2 separate regions of the Ovis aries genome follow, and region 1 is linked to region 2. The links are chromatin contacts, called in public Hi-C maps. All regions are on one chromosome and are shown on one strand. The core of a region is the stretch at or near the end of the contact, and the rest is flanking DNA. Distances in the headings are between cores, read along the strand shown. Region 1 holds the start of PLCL2 (phospholipase C like 2). Region 2 overlaps LOC132657535 (a long non-coding RNA gene).

Region 1 (5,284 bases), core at 771-3,270, 45 kb before region 2:
CAGAAATGTTGGTAAACCATCCTTCCTAATCTCCCATGAATGTAAAATTAAAACAGATGCTGCTATAATTAAATAAGTTACACTGTGAACCCCATTGCAGACACCAATAAAATCTGAATTTTTTTTTTTTTTGAAGTGCAAACACAGGCCCTCCAAAAATATTGAGGCAGAGGCGTTAAGATGAGCTTGCACCTTCTCTGGAATTTCCACCACAAAGCAAAAATCACCACAAGTTATCTAGCAACCAATAAAACCAGGTATGACACGTAACTCTGTCAATGGGATTGATTACCACGCCTGGCTGAGAGCAACTCCCATGGCAACATAAGCGACAGAGTAAAAGAAAATATAAGTCCCTAAAAGCCAGGTGAGTGTGCAGCAAACATCCACTTTGCTCTCCTTAGTTCAGCTCTAAACACCTCCTGCAGATGGTCCATGCACTTGACCTTTAAGTCCTTTAACCGTGCCCTTTCTCAGAGGTAAACTGGGCAAACAGATGACAAAGCAAAAAGCAGTTTCACAACTGCCTGTTACATGGAGTTGCAAGGTGCTATATTTCACCAGATAAGTGCAGAAGCTGATAGCACCATCGGACACTGACACGCTCCTCAGAAGGTCCCTGTAGGTCCAGTTAAGTTTCAAACACCCCGAGTGCCAGTCCTCTTCACTGGGGCCCATCCTACCCTCCTTCCCACAGGAAGGGTGGGTGCAGGCCCATCACGGTGCTTCGGTGCTCACTGTCCCGGTGACCTCTCAGTTTTCAGAAAGCAACGTTTTCATATTTGCTCCAAACTTGAGCAGAAAGAGCTGGTCCTGCCTAAAGGCTCTGATCTGATCAGCTCGTGGATCATTTATTTTTTTCACTTCATGTCTCGAGAAATAGGTTTACCTTGCAGACCAGAAAATAATGTTCGAATGAAACCACCACAAACTCAGGAGTTCCTAGTATTACTCCTGGAGTTTAAGAGGCACCAAACGCTGACTTCCTTCTGCCAAATAACACCAGGCAAAAAGATATCAATACCAAGCAAACTGCCCAAAAGAACTTCCACAGAAGTGGAGGCCTGCCTGCTGCAGCAACCAAAAGACTAAAACCCCGCAGGACTGTAATCTCCCAGAGCGTCTGACCCTAAGAAAGCTGAGAGGTGCCTGGACCTTCAGAAACCTACTCCATTTCTCTTGAGTTGACCAGGGATTTGTGCACCCTCTGAGTCTCGTCATTGGCAAGAGGCAACTTACAGACCCATCGGAAGAAAACCCTACTGAAGAATCTCTGTTCGCTTGCCTGCGATTCTTAAGAAAATGTTTCACATGATCACCAACTGTCTTTAACATACAATAGAGACCGAGCAGGGGGTCTGTTCCACCAGCCAAGGCCACCGCTGGCAGAGGGTGCCCTGCCGGGCAGGTACCGGGCCATCACTGCAGGCGAGCCCTGCAGAGGTGACAGCCCCGAGTCCCAGGGGGCTGAGCACAGCTCCCCTGCACCCCTTTCCATCCTCCCCAAACGCCATACGCACCGGTCCCCGCTCTGCCGCCCGCAGCGCCGCCGGCGCAGCCCCGGTTCTCGGGAGCTGGGGGCTCCCCCTCCAGCCTCCCAGTCCTGCCGCCCGGGGAAGGACCCCCGCCCCCGGATGGAGAGGGGCGGGCGACGCGCGCCCCTCTCCCACCTACCTTGATGATGCTGCTCCGGCGGGGCAGGCCGCCCGGCTTGCTGTCCCGGGGGAGCGGGCAGGCAGCCGGGCCGGGGGCCGCGGCGAGCGCGGGGCCGACCCGGGCTTCGCCCCCGGGCGCGCCGAGGCTGCAGTCTCCGTTGGAGACCCCGGCGCTGTCACAGTGCGCCCGCCCGGGCCCGGGCCGCCCGCCGCCGCCGCCCTCCCCGGCCCCGGCCCGCAGGGCGCCCTTGGCCGCCAGGACCGGGCCCGGGGAGGAGGGCAGGGCCCCGCCGGCGGCCCCCCGGCCGCGCTCCGCCATGGGCGCCCCGCGACCCGCCAGCACAAAGCCGCGTCCCCGCGTCCCCGCGTCCCCGCCGCCCGGGCCGCGCGGCCCCTCCTCCGCCGCTCCGCCCGCCGCCGCCTCGGCCGCTTCTTCCGCTTCTTCTTTTTTTTTTTTTTTTAATTTCGATGTGCTGTCGGCTTCGGGCTCGCCTCGCGCGCGGTCAGAGCCGCGGCGGCGGGACTATCGGAAGGTTCCTGCAGGGGGAGAAAAGAGACGCGGTCAGGCGGCCCGGGGCCCGGGGACACGCCCGGCACACGCGCCGCGGGCAGCGCGCGGCCCGGGGCGACGAGGGAAGGGGCACTGTCCGGGGACGAGGCGCCCTCCCGGGAGACGAGGCGCTCTCTGGGGACGGGGCACCCTCCATGGGACGGGGCACCCACCTCGCGGGATCCACCCGGAGGACAGGGCGCCCTCCAGGGGACGGGGCACCCACCGCGGGGGACACCCGGCACCCACCGCGTGGGACCCACCGCGGGGAACCGGGCGCCCACCCCGGTGACGGGGCGCCCTCCCGAGGGACGGGGCGCCCCGAGCCGGCGCTCCACCCGGGACGGAAACGCCCGGCACACGAGCCGCCGCGGGCGCCAAGAACGCCGCGCGGCCCGGGGGAGAAGGGGCGCCCTCCTCGGGCTCGGGGCAGCGGCGGGCGCCCCGACGCGCCCCGGCCACGCGGAGGCTCCTCCCGAGGCCCCCGCGGCCCAGGGCGGGCGGGGGCGTCTCCCCCGACCCCAACCCCGCCGATGCTGGCGCGCGCCGGGCCCGCCGCGTACCCCCGGGGTCAGCGCAGGGCGGGCAGGGCGCCCGGGACCCGCCCGCCCCCCCGCCTCCTCGGGGCTCCGCGCCGCCCCCTGCGGGCCGCGGGGACCCTCCCCTCCCCGGACGCACCGCGGCCGCCCGGCTCCCGCTCCAGGTCGCCGCCGTCGCGGCCGCTCCCGCCGGGCCGGCTCATCGGGCCGCGGGGACCTCGCTGCCCGGCAGACGGCGACGGTGGGCGGCCGAGGGTCGACGGAGGCCCCCGGCCCCTCCGGAGCTCTGGCAACCGCCCGTCAGCCGCCGGCGCCCCGAGGGGCCGCGAGCGAGCAGGCCACTGGCCGGCTCCGCCCTGCGCGCGGGACGAGGCCCCAGAGCCTTCTCCTCGGGGTCCCCCTCCGCGGGCCAGACCCGCTGCACGTGCAGAAACCGGCTCGGTTCTCCTGAACCGGGCATCTGTGAGCGGGGTCAACCCGTGGCAAGGACGCTGGGGCCGGCGGAGGGGACAGCGAGAGACGAGAAGCCGGGGACGCGGGCAGAGCCCAGTCCGGGGCCCCAGGGGTTCGTCACATCGTCCACCCCCCAGCGCCCTCCCCGAGCCGGCCGCCAGGAATGCCCGCTGGTCCGCGGCCTGCGCCCAGGGTCAGCCTCCGCTTTGGGAGAAAAACCCTACTTGGATCGCTAAGCAGGCCCCTCCGGGTCTTCCTTCCTCCTCCCTCCCCCAGGATTTCAGGTCGAGTCAGCAGCGTGAACACCCCGATCTTGTCTCTTTTTGTCGCCCCCCCCCCCCACACACACACACCCCTGCTGTCCATCCTTGGAGCCAGACACGGCCCACATCGCCAGCTCGGCGCCCCCTCTCCACCCCAGACGCCCTGCCCGCATCTTCCAGCCCTCTCCCCGCGCCCCAGCGCTTCTCCAGCGCGTGTGTTTCCTTTTCCGGGACTGCGCTTCCCGCAGGGCGCGAAGGAGAAACTGACCGTCCGCTGGGGGCTGAACTTAAAGACCCTGCTTCCATTGGCACGATGTTGTGGCCAACTGCGAAGGAGCCTCCGAGCAGGAAAGCAGCTTTCCAGACATACACATACCCACTTCCCTGCCTCTGAAGCAACTTCAGATACCTGTTATTCTTGGGGGGTGCTTTGGTTCTGATCTGGATTCCTGTTTTCGTAATCTATCAGACATACTTTTATCCCTCTCTTGCAAATCTGGGCCTACATGTGAATATCTAATGTCACATCAATGAACAACAGTGTTTGAATATTTTATTCAGTCATATCCCTTTTCTTTCTTTCTGCCCTTTTTTCTAGTTTGGTTCCTTTTTTTTTTCCACCTCGTGATATTTTTGCAGGAAAATATACTCAAATAATTCAAATCAGGTTCTGAAGCTGTCTTATCAAATGTATAGGCATAATAGCCTGTGAGTATGCTGTGGGGAGGAAAAGAAGAATGCTAGGCCTTTATCCTTAAAGTTTTCTAATTTTGATATTTTGAGTAAACATCTGAAGATATTTCCAACCTTTTCCTGCATTTATCAATCACCAGTAATATGCTATGAGAGTCATATCTTTGTAACTCATACCACGAGTTTCCTAGGGTGAGGGGGACATATAGACTGAAAGCTACAGGGTGCTCTTTCTAAAACCTGGTTCTCATAATGCTTCCAAAATGAACACCTATCCATCTCACTCTGGATTCCCAACAGGTCAAACCAGGGAGACGTCACTGAAATAGACTTGGCATTTAAATTAAAACGTTTCCCAAAGCATCTTGGCAGACCGGTACCGAATGATGCCAGAAGCCCAAGGCCTGTGCCAGGTTCTGTTTTATCCCCCAAGCGCCGTCTTCCGCGAGTCGCTGGTCGCACGCCTGCAGGTGTTGGAGGCGTGCTTCTGCGTGGCGCACACGGCCAGACTGTAGGCACCATTCTTCCCTGTTGGTCATGGGAAGCAGCGTGTTCCCATCACGCGCACCGTGCTCAGCCCGCAGCAGGCTTTGTTTAATAGCTAAACTCTGATTTTTTTTTTTTTTCATCCCAAGCAGCACAGGAAGCAATTGTTCCTCCCCCTTTCTGCTTGTTTCTCCAGTTACTAAGTGATTGCTTTCCACTTCTCCTATTCCAGGAGCAGTGTTATTGAAAAAAAAATTGTAAATATTTTGCCAGAATTCTCGCTGAAGTGTTTTTATGGCATTGTAAAATTCATAGAAGTTCGAATTAGAAAAGGAGCCAAAATGTCATAGTCCTCTCTCAGCAAATACTGTCTAATGGTCCCTTCCGATGACTTTTCAGAGTTGAGCAATAAGAGATAGGCAAGACATCAGTAAAATGCTCATTCTGAATATGGTGTGTATGGCGGTTTATTGTCTCTGTATGCCAATGGTAAGATGCTGATGAATTGTTTGTTCATAATGTTTAAAGTAAATACATACCTCTAAAAATCTCGGTTTTTTTTTTTTTTTTGGTCATGCCATCAATTCATCTCTTGATGAATTCATCATTTTCTTCAGATTGCAATCTGCTTGGGCTTTTAATCAT
Region 2 (4,822 bases), core at 1,366-3,865:
ACACTTTGCTGGTTCGATTTTGATTCAACAAGTGTGAACGGCTTTTAAAATTTGTAACACAGTGAAGATGAACAGGAAGGTGGAATCACCCGTGCAGGCTGAATACGGTGATCTCTACTGTCTCCGGAGCTAGCACATGGGACGGGAACGGCACTGTCTTCTGACGGGCGGGACGGACTTGAACTCAAGGACAGAGGCACGCACCATACAGGAGTGGGGGCTCCCTGGCACTCTCTCATCCCAAGAAGACCCTCCATATTTAGTATAAATTTAATTAATTGCACTTCTCAACACCCTGCTGCCTGCCATCCAAGAGCGGTTAATGAAATTCACCCTTTCTGAGCCAACAACCTAACCATCAGGATTGGTTGGCATCCAGAAGATAAATATTGCTTGTGTAACTGAACTGAAGCAAGTGCTTATGTGAATTCTGAGTTTAATGAGGTTTTTCAACTAAAGAACACATTTCCCTTCCACAGATGCTAATCCACAAAGAGAAAAAATCCTAGGAAAAAGTAACTGAAAAATTCCTGACCTTGGGGGTGGGGATAGAAGTTGAGAAAAAGAAATATTAAAACTTAATCAATATGATCCTCTTAAAAGCACTCATCAGAAAAAGATTATTAGCTATATCAAATAATAAAGAGATTTCTTTATTATTATTTTCTTTCTTATTATTATCTTTTTTATTATCTTATTGTTATCTTATTATCTTCTTTCTTATTATTAGCTATATCAAATAATAGAGAGATTTCTTTGGTTGTAAATTATATCCCAGTGGCCTTCAAACTTTTGGGTTATACTATGCAACATGAATGGAGAAGGCAATGGCTCCCCACTCCAGTACTCTTGCCTGGAAAATCCCATGGACGGAGGAGCCTGGTAGGCTGTAGACCATGGGGTCGCTAAGAGTCGGACACGACTGAGTGACTTCACTTTCACTTTTCACTTTCATGCATTGGAGAAGGCAATGGCAGCCCACTCCAGTGTTCTTCCCTAGAGATTCCCAGGGATGGGGGAGCCTGGTGGGCTGCCGTCTATGGGGTCGCACAGAGTCGGACACGACTGAAGCGACCTAGCAGCAGCATATAACATGAAAATAATTTTACACACTCATACTCACACCACACTTATAACTTTACTAAACACAAAGGTTTACCCCTAACCTGTTTTCTGTTTTACTGTACATTATTCTATATATTCCATCCGGTTTCCGTGTTTAGAAAGTGCTTGTTATAACCTGCAGCACTAGCTTCATAACCTACTAAGTCAAGAACTGTGACTTGCAAAATGCTTTTGAGATAAGAGGAAAAGGAGGAGAAGAGAAGTGATCGATTGATCAACTGATTGATTCAAGAAAGAGAAAAAGGCAGATAGGCTATCCAAGAGACGGGGAGAAGGGTAGAGAGTGTCAGAAACAGAAGAGAGAGAGGAAGAGTGATTGATCCCAGTCCCTTCAGTCTGCCGTGCTCTGGTCAATGCCTGCCGACCCTAGGGGGTGTTCTCTCGCCCACAAGCCTGACCACATTCTCCTGCTCTGGGCCTTCATGCCCTCCCAGCATCCCCGATTCCCTTATTCTGCGGCTGATTACCTCTTAGTCACCTGAAAGCATTTTGGTTTTTGCACTAAGATCACCAAGTCCTCTGGTGGGGCCTCTGCCGGGTTTCTTCCATCTCTTTCTCCATGCTTCTGCTGATGGTCCCCTCTCCGCGCCTGCTTTCCCTTGACTGTCTCAGCTTCTCTTTGCCTGTATTTCTCCTCTCTCTTCGGCTCCTGACTGTGACCCTCCCCGTGACTGCCTACAACCAGATCAATGCCAAACATTGTGGGTTCACAAATCCAACTGCACGAGCGCAGTGGAGGGTGAGCCGGTCACGTGAAGTTATGGGGTGCTGCTTCCGAAACTCTGAGCACCCCTAGACCTCGGAGAAGACCCCTGCAGACCACCAAGGCGGCCTGGCTTCCATACTAAGACACCCTGCCTGGGGAGTTCTGTTGTCTGTGACTGTGAACAGAGCTGATGCGATCGTGGTATTCAAGAGAAAGGACAAATAACCAGAGAGGCTTCTGCAAATGGCAGCCTGTGGAAGGAAAAGTTTGTGAGGACACAGTGGCAGACTGTGGGTAGGAGTCTCCAGCAGGAAGCCCCGGCAGCAGGCTGGACCAGTGCCCACCCCGGGACAGCCGGGATCTAAACCACTGACAGCAACAGAAGGAAGGCCAGGAGAGGAGCGGTGCTTTCAAAGAAGAACCTCAGGTTAGCATCTTGGCCTTCCTAGCCTGGGCCAGGGTTTTAAAACCCAAAAGAGCATGGGAATCCTGCGAGAGCTATTCCAAAGGTAACCCTGTGCCCACTCTTCAAAGCTCTTGAAACCTCAGAGCACACAGATGAAAATTAAATTACTCCAAGGAGGAAAAACACAGGAGAGGAGTTTTCTGAGGCTGCAGAGCTGAAGCCTGGTTCGCGTTCAGCCAGGAACAGCTTGCCAGCCTTGGCTGCTAGTTCCTTTTCTGCATCCCCGAAACAGGAAATTACATGAGGCCCCAAACACGCTCCCCTACAGCGCCGTGACGGGGCGCAGCTGTCCGACAGCGTTTCCTGCATCCGGGCTCCGCACATGTGTGCATCCAGCACGTCTGCTGAGCACCTACCCTGGGCGAGGCTGGCCCACCGTGAGCACTGCGTTAGCCCTGCGTGTGAGCCTAGCCCAGTGGAGGAGGGTTCTGGGCTTCGGGAGGAAAGAAGTGCCCTTCGCCCTCCGGCCAAATCCCCCAGCACTCGGACTGCCTGTATATCGCTGCCTCTCCTCCTAAGGACCCGGGATCCCTCCTACCTCTAACCCCAGCCCGGACCCTAGGACCAGCCTCTTTGGCTTGAGGCTCTCTCTACGGGCAGGCATTTTGACTCACTGATGTCTGTGTGTTTAAGAAGCTCCAGAATAGAAGGCAACACGTCGAAATTATTAAACATGGCTTTCTAGAAGACGTGAGGGTGTTCACATCTCATGAAGCGCTGGCCGGGGCGCTTTTTTTTCCCTGAACTCGTCCATCCATTGCCTCGACCCTGTGTTTTGTTCACCGAAAGAGAAAGATGGGGAAAGAGAAAGAAAAGGAGGGAGGGAAGAAGGAAGGAAGGAAGGAAAGATTGTGAAACACGAAGAGAAAACAGACCTTCCTTCTTTCCCAAAGTGGAAAACGCTTTCTTTTTTTATTTTAGTGCCTGGCAGAGACTGCATGGTTGCAAATGTTACCCGGTACTAAACCAGATTAATTTTCCATTCAAGAAGAAAAGCAAGCAAATTGGGCTAAAGGAGGCGAATTGGGTTGCAGGGACCTATTATTTAGCACGTTTGAAATGAAAGCCAATACTGCTATTGAAGTGCAGGCTGAGAGCTTTCCCTTCCTCTATCTAACGCCCGCCCACAGGTTGCCTGGCAACCGCATTACGGTGCTGAGAACACTCCCCAGTGATAACTGACCCTGCATTTTAATTTTTGTGCTGATGCTTAAGTGGGACAAATAAATACATAAACACCATCGCCCTGAAACAGTACTCATCTCGCCTAAAGAGCTGCATGTGTAGATTACAGCATGACAAATAGAGGGGTTAAGAAAAAATTGGTGAAGTCTTTCTCTTTTCAGGAAGATGTTGTTCAAAAATTATGAACACTCTGGGTAGGCGTGTGGAAAAACCTAGTCAAACGGTGGAATGAAGTTAAGAACGAATGATGAATTTCACCAAAAGATTTTTAACATCTATAGTAGCGTAAAGAATTAAATGTTAATTTTTATGATCCCTGAATTGGAATAGTTCTTCCAAAACTAGGAAATAACACTAGATGTGGTATGCTAAATGGACCTGGTGGGCCACGTATGAGCCTAACAAGACCCTCACTTGCAGGAAATGCAATCCTTGAAGTGCATGGTAGAAAAACAGAGGCAGGTTAAGTGGGAGGGTTTCACGTCCTCATGTAGATGCTGTTCTGTGTTTTAAATAAACGACTTTGAAGGGAACAGTCTCCATCGCTCTTTAGTGACAACTTTGAAAGATGCGTCCCCTATAGTTACTTACATGTTCCTAATCTGGGGGCTAAGAATGTTTTTGCCATTTCTGAAGATCCCATCCTTCTAGTCCGTCATGAAGATGAAAACAAGGCCTGGCATACAACTTATCACTTGAGCATGTAGCAACATTTTTGCCTGGAAACTTAAACTCTTACCTGAAAGCACTCTTACGTACTTAGCCAAACAAACAAAGATTTAGGATTCAAATTCTGGCTCCCCAGCTTATGGGCGGTGGGACCCAGTGAGTAGCTGGCCATCTGATGTCTTTGTCGGTAAGGAGGATGTCACTAATAATAATCACCGCCCTGAACAGTCGTGGGCTGAGAGCCCGCACACAATGCTGGTGCACGGCCAGTGCTCAGTTCCAGCTGCCATTCCTGGTGACCACGGGCGTGTGCACACTCACTCGCTTCAGTCCTGTCTGACTCTCTGTGACCCCATGGACTGTAGCCCGCCAGGCTCTTCTGTCCCTAGGATTCTCCGGGTGCGGAAACTGGAGTGCGTTTGCCAGGCCTTCCCCCAGCGGATCTCCCCCACCCAGGGACTGAACCTGTGTCTCTCGCGGGTTCTTTACCACTAGTGCCACCTGGGAAGCCCACTCTTGGCTATGCAGCGTGGTACTATGAATGCAGAGGCTTTGACCTATTGCCACATCCGCCCTCTCTGGCGATGAAGGAATTATTCTCCTATCTTCTAGGGATACTGCTCTGAGACAGCCATCACCTCTGAACTTCCTTTGAAGACTTCCTCAGCTAA

What was found. A called contact is a pair of places that touch in the nucleus more often than the background predicts.
Region 1: a Hi-C map of liver shows a contact between it and region 2, with 2.1 times the contacts expected there. The contact joins the promoter of PLCL2 here to the enhancer-like site in region 2. A contact is called at or near these places in 5 of 16 Hi-C or Micro-C datasets (blood and liver).

What each region holds. Positions count from the first base shown.
Region 1 is chr1:274,911,980-274,917,263 of ARS-UI_Ramb_v3.0, reverse strand. It overlaps PLCL2 (phospholipase C like 2), which reads right to left and starts at 2,020. Exons shown (of 4, transcript XM_060396699.1): 1 at 1,675-2,020. The coding sequence starts at 1,974.
Region 2 is chr1:274,868,529-274,873,350 of ARS-UI_Ramb_v3.0, reverse strand. The region is part of intron 2 of LOC132657535 (a long non-coding RNA gene); the gene reads right to left. All of the region lies in intron 2 of LOC114110669 (a long non-coding RNA gene), which reads right to left. Among named protein-coding and RNA genes, the nearest start is that of PLCL2, 44 kb to the left of the region's middle. Within about 2 kb of position 2,615, at least 23 of the 54 cell types and tissues checked have an H3K27ac peak or open chromatin away from gene starts, as enhancers often do. A contact at or near this core is called in liver, where this site is marked.